Regions from separate parts of the Mus musculus genome. Here region 2 is linked to region 1. A link is a contact called in public ChIA-PET data. All regions are on one chromosome and are shown on one strand. The core of a region is the stretch at or near the end of the contact, and the rest is flanking DNA. Distances in the headings are between cores, read along the strand shown. Region 1 has its middle 26 kb from the start of Gm31887. Region 2 has its middle 46 kb from the start of Stard3nl.

The links. ChIA-PET counts read pairs in DNA pulled down with a chosen protein or histone mark.
Region 2: an RNA polymerase II ChIA-PET map of CD8 T cells shows a contact between it and region 1, with 4 times the contacts expected there. The contact joins two enhancer-like sites. A contact is called at or near these places in 1 of 484 Hi-C or Micro-C datasets (bone marrow-derived DN3 thymocytes) and 5 of 115 datasets of contacts at active chromatin or transcription factors (the 230-238 cell line, CD8 T cells, effector CD8 T cells and 1 more).

What each region holds. Positions count from the first base shown.
Region 1 is chr13:19,217,357-19,221,970 of GRCm38.p6, reverse strand. It overlaps Tcrg. Among named protein-coding and RNA genes, the nearest start is that of Gm31887, 26 kb to the right of the region's middle. RefSeq lists an enhancer at 1,555-2,554. Within about 2 kb of position 2,125, at least 44 of the 459 cell types and tissues checked have an H3K27ac peak or open chromatin away from gene starts, as enhancers often do. A contact at or near this core is called in CD8 T cells, where this site is marked.
Region 2 is chr13:19,347,634-19,352,836 of GRCm38.p6, reverse strand. It overlaps Tcrg and Trgc4. Among named protein-coding and RNA genes, the nearest start is that of Stard3nl, 46 kb to the left of the region's middle. Within about 2 kb of position 2,491, at least 8 of the 459 cell types and tissues checked have an H3K27ac peak or open chromatin away from gene starts, as enhancers often do. A contact at or near this core is called in CD8 T cells, where this site is marked.

The DNA.
Region 1 (4,614 bases), core at 876-3,375:
TACACTTCCATACTGCTGTTCAACACCAGGAAGTCAGGACTGGAACTCAAGCAGGTCAGAGAGTAGGAGCTGATGCAGAAGCCATGGAGGGATGTTCTTACTGGCTTGCTCAGCCTGCTCTCTTATAGAACCAAGACTAACAGCCCAGAGATGGTCCCACCCATAAGGGACCTTTCCCCCTTGATCACTAATTGAGAAATGCCTTGCAGCTGGATCTCATGGAGGAACTTCCTCAACTGAAGCTCCTTTCTCTGTGATAAATCCAGCTGTGTAAATTTGACACAAAAATAGCTCTTACAGTTGTATTTCTCCGGGTATAATTAATTTGGCCCAATGTATTAGAAATATGAAAGGGGGATGAAGAGATATTGAGAATCATGTAAAATGTTTTCCTTTTATATTGTTTTGAGTATAAAATGTATTTCTATGATGTGTCCAACTGTTTTCTAGGTATTGTACCTTGGAAAACAAAAGTACCAGGAAAGCATTGCTATCAATTTCCTGCCTATTTAGTAGTGTGAATAAATGGAGTTAACATCATGAAAGGTGTACATTTTTCGAAAGGTGAATATTCACTTTCTGCTTCCCAGAGAAGTAGAGCAGGAGTCCCCTTGTCTGTGCTTTCCTAGGACAGGTAACTGCACATTGCAGTGAGTGATGTTGGTGGTCTGGGTGGAAACAGTTTCTTTCTTTATTATTTTAAACAAATTTTCATTAGATATTTTCTTCATTTACATTTCTAATGCTATCCAGAAACTCCCCTATACCCTCCCCCTGCCCTGCTTCCCAAACCACCCAGTCCCGCTACCTGGCCCTGGCATTCCCCTGTACTGGGGCAGGTAATCTTTACAAGACCAAGGGCCTCTCCTCCCAATGATGGTCGACTAGGCCATCTTCTGCTACATATGCAACTAGAGACAGGAGCTCAGGGGGTTTTGTTTAGTTCATATTGTTGTTCCTCCTATAGGTTCACAGACCCCTTCAGCTCCTTGAGTACTTTCTCTAGCGCCTACATTGGGGATGGAAATGGTTTCTATGCAGATCCAGTCCTGCATCTGTGCCACTCTGCAAGTATGCCTACATCAGCAGTGCCATTGGAGGCTAGCAGGGAGACTGAGGTGAAGCCAAAGGTTACTCATGCTAAGAAACAGTGGAGGGAACTCTCCAGTGTTTGTTCTCGGGACAGGACCTTAGGCATTCGATGGTTCAAACTCTGGTAATTTCTTGTCTCAGTAATAAAGGTCCATGTACTCTGAACCATCAGCTAGGGCTAAGAAAGGCTTCATCATAACGATTTAAGCTGAGTTGACAGCTTGTTCCCTAAAATTATGACAAAGACAATAAATGAAGCCAGTTCTCTGAATAAGCATGCAACCCAGTGGAGAAGTTAGGCCACATAACAGACAGGATTATCACAGTATCTGATTCAAATGTGTCATGTTTTAATACTCTGAAAACTTAGCTCAAATGTTCCATTTATACTAATGGTTATCCTAGAACTGGAAAAATGAGGCCAAGTGCCCACTGCCTACTTTGTACCTAGCCTGTGCAACAAAGCTTAGGGATATTTTGTCTCTGTGTTCATATTTCTGAACATTTATTTTCTGATGCTAGTCTGTTGTGTACTTGTAATTCTGTTAATATTTTCAGTTAGCCTTTCTCAGAGGACTCTGATACCATTTTCCTCCTGGGGTGGATGCTCCTCAGTGAATGGCAAGTAGCACAGCTGTCCTTGGTTATCTGTTTCTGTGACTTCCTATAGCACATTGCTCTTGCTCACTTCTTCATTCTCCTATGCTACTTTGTTCAGGACACAGCTTTGTTCCTTTTTTTAATCTTCTTAGAAAATGAAGCAAAAGCTGCTTGAACACTTATATCAAGTGCTAGAGAAAAAACTTCTGATGGAATTATAACATGATACGGGGACACATCTCTCCTTTTCTGTTCCTTTCTTGGGTCCAGTGTCTACGCAGCTCCGGGAAGCATATTCCATGCTCAGCTGAGCATGATGAGCAGCAACCATAGCAAGCCCAGTGTCTGTCAGCACAGATGCTGTTTCAGGGCCACTTCCAGTACAGGAGGTTTTCTGTCTAATAGCTGTGGTCTTTCGAAAGCGAGCAAAAACTGGCTGTGGTTTAACTGCTCCTATGTTGTCTTCTAACGCCTTAGCAACATTTTGTGCTGCCCCAAACAGAGGAGGTTTGACTTTAACCATTTTCCAGGAAGCAACTACATAGACAGAGCAGATAACCAAAAGGAGCTTGAGAAAGTACAACTGAGTTGAGCCACAGCAAAGCCTTTCTATCTCTCTGTCCCCAGCACTTGCTGAGGCTTTGGGCTGCCAGGTGGACTCCAGCAGGAAGATGCTATGAGGCTTTACACCACAAGAGACATGTCTGCTGCAATTGACCAATGATATCAAGACTCCTGCCTATTGTCAGTTCCCAGGCATGGCATCTGTTTCCTAGTGCTGACATAGCCATGCCTCTGCTTAGAGGCTAGGAACAGGGCCTGGGGAGGTCTAGTCTGTTCAGGAGTATCAGGAAGTAGATCTGAATGCAATTTTATATTTTTTATTACTAAGAATTTCTCTCTCTGTGTTTGTATGTATGTATGCATGCATGTATGTATGTTTGTATGTATGTATGTATATATGTATGTATAGCCCAAATGATGTGTACCCTCATAATCCTTCCTAACAGAGCCTCTTCCCTTATCTCCCTTCTCCTCTGAGAAGGTGAGACCTTCTTAGGTATCCCCCAACCCTGGTGCATCAAGTCTATGCAGGACTAGGACACATCCTTTCCCTTGGAGCCCAGTCAAAGCAACCCTTTGGGGGAATGGATACTACAGTCCAGCTGTAGCTTTAGGGGAGAGTCTCTGCTCTAGTTACTGTGGGACCCACATGAAGACTGAATTTCTGTCTGTTGCATATAATAAGCCAGTCCATGTATGCACTTTGGTTGGTGGATCAATCTCTGAGACGTCCCAGGATTCTAGTGTAGTTGAATTTTTTTAGTCTTCCTATAGTGCTTCTATCCCCTTCAGGGCCTTCAATCCTTGCCCCAAGTCTTCCATAAGGGTCCCCAAGCTCCATCCAGTGTTTGGCTATGGGTATCTGCATCTGTTAGCTGCTAGGTAGAGCCTCTCAGAGGACAGCCATGCTAGACTCCTGTCGCCAAGCATAACAGAGTATCATTAGTAATGTCAAAGATTGGCACTAGCCCATGGGATGGGTCTCAAGAAGGGCTTGATTTTGGATGGCCTCCCTCCAGTCTCTGCTCCATCTTTGTCCATGTATTTCTTTTTGACAGGACAGATTTTGGGTTGAAAGTCTTATTGGTGGGCTGGTGTCCTTATCCCTCAACTGGGGATCTAACCTTGCTACAGAAGGTGGCCTCCTCAGGTTCCATGTCCTCACTGCTAGGCATCTTGGGTAAGGTCACCTGCATTTTCTCCTGGGACCCTCCCCCATCCCAGGTCTCTGGGACTTCCTAGATTTTCTCCCCTCTCGCCCCTGGCAGCTGAAGATTCCCACTCATTCTCCTGGTCTTCTGGGCCTCTCTCTTGTCTCTCCCCACATCTAATCCTGCCTCCCCATTCTCCTTCCCTCCCCTCCCACTTAGGTACCTCTGCTTTACACCTCTCTCTGCTACACTTTCAAAATAAAGGATTTCCTTGTTTTTAATAGGTGTATAGTATACCATTGTGTAAATGAACCACATTCTCTGTATCCATTATTTGTTTAAGAGACATCTGGGCTGCTTTAAGTTTCTGACTCTTACAGATAAGGCTACAATGAACATATAGTGGAGTAACATATTCTTATAATTTTGGGAACATCTTTGGGGTATATGCTCAATAGATGGGTCTTCAGGTAGAACTATTTCCAATTTTCTACAAAATTTCCAGATAGGTTTCCAGAGCAATTGTACAAGTTTGCAATCCAACCAGCAGTGGAGGAGTGTTTGTGTTCCTCCTATTTCACATCCTTGCCAGCATGTGCTGTCGATTGTGTGTGAATGTGGAGGTAATTCATTCTCTTAAGCCTGGATATTCTTGTTGTTTTCCACTGGAAGCAGGGTGGCTGTTCTAGTTACAGCAAGTGGCACAATCACAGTTATTCTGAAGTACAAGTGGAAGGATGGGGGAGTAAGAATGACAAACCAATGGCATAGAGTAATCAGGAGGAATAAAGAGATGATGAACTCACAAGACTTTAAGGAAATAATCACTATCTTAAAGGAAGTAATGGGTGTTTTTATATGTTGTGGAGTTTTTGATTGACTATCCCCAAAAGATAGGGTATGGGCTGCATCTATGTGCACATTCAGTGTGGGTCTTTCTGTGCCCTCTCCCTCCACACAGTAGAGATCAGAGAAATCTGGCTTCAAATCATGAGTGCTTCTTCAAAATAGCGATCTTGGTAGGGTGATCAACCCTCTAATCTGTGAACTGTGGGCCATAATTGTATCTATCTTAAAGGGCTGTTGGATGATCAGGGGTTGCTTGGTGTATAGTACAGTATATGTTAGACATTTGTTTATTGCTATATCAATTGCCAGTGACTCCTCCCACACCCACTGTCCTAAGAAATGTCAGGACCACAGATTC
Region 2 (5,203 bases), core at 1,242-3,741, 130 kb before region 1:
TGTCCTAGGTCCCTTGTCATGTTTCTTTGCACCTTGAACCTTCAATCACTGTCACAAATAAAAACACATATCACACCAAAAGTAGTCTGGATTTTATTACTGTATTTTGTAAAGCAAAGCACAATATCCAAGTTCAAATAAAGTTATTTAGGGCATATGAAGTGGAGGCTCTGGGGGAATTATCTGGTTCTAGGGTATGAAATGGGGTGCCTAGGAGCAGCAGTTTGTGTGCATTGGGCCTGTGATGCTGGGATCTGCTAGAGGGGCTGAGAGAGGATGGGTTAGGATGGCTGGATGCTTGGAAGCTACGGTCTGTTGAAGAGTAAAGTTGATCAGTTTCCACTCTGCTGTGAGAACTATAGTAATGATACAAAAATCATGCATATGTGTCCTCGAGGAGGTCAAAGACAGCAATCAAGCCCCGCTAGACCCTCAGCAGATATTGAGATGCAGGAAGGATGAAGATAGCAGGACTCTCCTGTTTCACCATCCATTATGAACGTTGATCATCACAGGACATGGCTGCTCTTCTGAATAGACAGAATACAACGAAGGCCAAGTGGACCATGCTCTTGAAGAACAGGATGAGGTAGGTGTAGAATGCATAGGTGGTGGTGACCTGAAGCTGCAACATATCTAAAGGAATCCTGGAGTTAGTGTCATCTGCTCTTTTGTCAAAACAGCACACATAGTCAACCTTTTTTTTTTTTTTTTTCTGGTGACCTACATTGAGGGACAACTCACCACTGACCACTCTTAGCAGAAGGAGCAAGAGGACTCATCTTAGAAGTCAAATTAACAACAACATTTGATAAGTTCATTTGTAATCTTCCTACTACTGAAAAGAGAATTTGCATTCGGGATAGATGCATCCATTTGAAGGTTAAGTGGGGTATAAGTTTAGAAATTTTCATTCTGGCATATCTAAATAGTAACATAATATCCATCACGTACAAAGCAAATTCTAAATAATATTCTGATATCTTTGCACATAAAATGTTTCCCTTTTTCACAAATTCATAGCTTTTTGTAGAAGAAGATTTTTCATTTCTATTTGCAATCAAACAGTGGGCACAGAAAAAAAAGAGTTTGCCTAATATGTATTGAGTAACCCACAGCATAAGTCTACAGAAGTGACTGTAAAGAAATGTTACCTAATTTCTTTATATATTTCCAAGTAAAAATAACAGCGCAGACATAAAAAAAAATAAAAGCACAAATACAACATAGAACATCTGAAGCACTGTAGAAGCCTGTAGTGCTCCTCCAGGAGACATGGACTATGGAAACCCAGTGCTAGCACAGTGGGATTAATAGGACACTGTAGAAGCAAGCACTAAAGAAAAGCCTGAGGCACCCTGTCAATCCAGGTTTCCCAAGACACTCGCCTGTCTCTCTCAAGGCTCTCACTAGTATATAATGGCTAATTGGACTTTGATAAGAAATATTTGCTGTTGTCAATTAATGTAGTGATGGAATTGGAGAGCCACAAAAATAGCTACTTAATGAGTCAAGGCCATGATTGTTTCTGGCATAAAGATAAGAGATCTCAAGTAATGAAATTTTTAACTCTGTCCTTGGTCAGGTCCATTCCTCATGTGGTACATCAGATTCTGAGTTCATGGCCCTGAGGAGATGGAAGAGCAGTTAGCCCTAGAATAGATGTATGAGTTTCATTTTGGTGTGTATATCAGGGGGAAGGAGCAGAAACTAGTACTCACTCTGATGACTAAACATGGTGAGTATGCTGGGTATCTGACACCGTGGCACTCTCATGAGTAACTGGGAATTTAGGTAATCATTCTCCATTGCCAGGTGAAGCACACTCTGCTGACAGAATGGACGTCACTCTTGCATATATGTACAGAAGGATCACTAGGAAGACTGGACCACTAGGCAGATACAGTGTGAAACCCATGTTCTTCCCCATTCATATAGCAATGCACAGAAGACAATACCTTATTCTGTGACTTAGGGGGAAAATGCAAAACTGCGAGGACATCAGTTGCTGTTTGATGATCTGAGTTGTACCCCAGATCTGAATGTGTGACATGTACAGAGGACTTAATATTAGCTCACTAGCCACATCTAAACAATGGAGGAAACAATTACAGTGTATGAGAGGAGTCACAAGAGAGACAGATACACAAGATACACACACAGAACCCAGCTCAAGGGCCTTTTGTCTAAAATGGACTCTGTAGGTATTAGGAAATGTGATTAGTAGGGGGAAAAAGTAGTAAAAAATCTGGAGCCCCTAGTCAAAATCGTATCGCACAAAGACAAATTGTTGATATGACTAGGAAACGATGGGTTTAAGATATAGTGTCACTCAGTCTAAACTGCAGTTCCAGCCATTATGGCCTTTCTTTAAAGCAGAGAAATTCAAACTTATGATGATTGAGATCATGTTCTCTATGACAAGATAAAGGGAAAGAGAGGAAACGACGATGACAACATACCCTTTCTTCCTTTCATGCAATCTTCCAGATCAGTAGCATTGTTAACTAGGAGAAATGAGAGCAAGTTCTACTGAGTTACACTATTTGACATTCTCTCTCCCAACCCCTCACACACACACACACACACACACACACACACACACACACAGGATGACACCAAAGGTTTTCCTCTAGCTTGCGCATGCACATATTCATGTGTGTATATGTTCATGTGTATACACACATGAATCCGAACACATACTGTCTCAGATCCCCCTGTTAACCCCATGAACACATGAAAACATGTAACAAAGACACTCTCATCGATCATAGGCTGGTCTTGAACATTTGAATCTTCTGCCATTGCCTCCCAAGTGCTCAGATTTCAGGCAGGCCTCACAGCACTTAATTTACAGCACTTACAGGCCTCACAGCACTTAATTTACAGCACTTACAGGCCTCACAGCACTTACTTGGTGCATCTTAATATTTCTTAGAAGATTGCATCTTTGTTTGTTTGTTTGTTTTGTTTTGTTTTTAGCTACCAGGGCTGAGAATTTCAGTGCAAATCTTTCTGATAATGGAAAAACACTTCTATTTTTGTTGGTAAAGTTTCAGATGGAAATTGTTTCTAATCTATGGTGACATGGAGAAAATACTGATTTACAATGCAACCCAGACTTCTGCTGCATTTAGCACTTGTTTTTGTTTGTCTTTTAACAAGAATCCAAGAACATTCAAAAGATGAGGTGATAGAAGAAAAACCCTTTTTCAAGAGGTAAAGGCAAGCATATATTCAAACTTACCATTTTCATGCCGCAAAACACTATCTCTGGGATTAACATTAATAGTTGTGAAAGCTAAAAGAAATTAAGGCACTAGTTAGTTATCCATGCACATTATTTGAAAGTATGTGTGAATTAATATATATGAAGTCTTGACACAGAGACCAGAGAAGCCATATTAAAAATTATGAGGCTCAAAACCCAAGAATAATTGATTTTTGAGACTTTATAGATAACAGTTATCATATAGTTTTACACACAAAGATACCAAAGTATATATTGTGAAGTATACATTTTTTTTACCATACCTGAAATACTATATTCCAGATTCCCTGCTTTTCTTCTGTATCTATATGTCCATGCATAAAAATTGCCAGAATGTTGCCCAAAAGATATGGTTAATGGAAAAAATTTCAGATGGGCTGATTTAAGACTTCGGACATCTCATGTTCTACCTACAGTGAATGTGTCTTACCTTAGAGTCAACAAAAGACTCATCCACCCTTGAGGGTGTCTGATTTAGGCCAATTTCTATCTAAGCAGAGAAGGCAGCCACAGCTTTCTCAATAATTCATTTCTCCAAGTTTCCTATCCCTATGCTTGGTCTCTAGAGGTCAGGTGCTTGTGGACATGCGGCTGAGTGCGTAAGAGCTGCTGTGGTCCATTCTGTGATCACTACTGCTCCAGGAACTGGGCAAATGCATCCTGGGCAGCATCATGTTTAGCTCTCCTGTACCACTAAAGGGAGTTGAATTCTAGATGTCCTAACTACAAATTAAAAGATAAACTTTAAAGAGCTTGAGTAACTCATAATGAGAGGGTCAATATTTAAAGGATTTGAAAGTGTGTGTGTGTGTTTGTGTGTGTGTGTGTGTGTGTGTGTGTGTGATTTGAAAGTGAATTTAATAGACAGGATATGTGGGAAATACTTTTGTAAATTTCATCAAACTTATAGTGAATTTATATTTTTCAACCAAAATAAAAATATTTGGCATAGGATACTTGTTTGAGAAGTTAGATATCAGTAAAGAAAAATAAGCATGACCACAAATTCATGAATTCTGACAAGTAATCTAGAGATTAAATCTTAGGAACCATGGGGTATGAAGAAGAGCTAAGTTAAAACTGGCTATAGGTCTCAAAAATGTATTCACTGAAACTATAATAGAACATTCTCAAATCAGGGAAAGATATAGATATCCAAGTACAAGACAGTCTTAAAATTCCAAATACAATCAGAAAAGAACTTCTGCATGGCCTGTTAAAGCCAAGATATGAAAACTACAATAGAAAGAACCCATGGAAAGCTGCAGAAGAAAAATACCAAGTCACAGAGGCACACATATCAGGCTTTCTGAGCTATTGAACTACAGCTATTTTTGTGTGAACATGCTGGTTATGGGCTACTGCTACAGAAGCCAACTTCTTTTGGTATAAGGCATTTCACGAACCCTTTCTAGATGAGTAACACTTTGTCCTCAAGTCCTGTATTATTATCCTCCAAATTAAAATCCTATCATATAAAGAATATATTGTTTTCTCTATAGTTACTTTTGGGGGAAAGCCAAGCCTTTGTAGGGTTTTTATTTTTTTGTTGTTTGCTTAAGTGTCTGGTTCTTTGAATCAATTTAAGGTGTAGGTTTTATTTATCAATGTTAAAAAGCAATACTAGAGTAATTTGGTATCACATATTCTCGAGTCATTAAATGGCGGGTGGGTGAATGGATGAGTGGTGGGATATTTGGGTAGATGGATGGAAGGATGAATGGATGGATTAGATTCTTCTTTGCAATCATTTAGAGCATTTCATTTACATCTCATTTGTTAATTTTCTATATTAATATGATGCCAAGGAAACAATTGATTTCTTTAAATATCACTCAGCACCCAGTCTGTTCTGCAAAATTCAGTCATTCTGTTTTTTTCTACTTAAAGCAGGGTATATCAAAAGCTCAAAAGACTAAAAAGAGGACAATA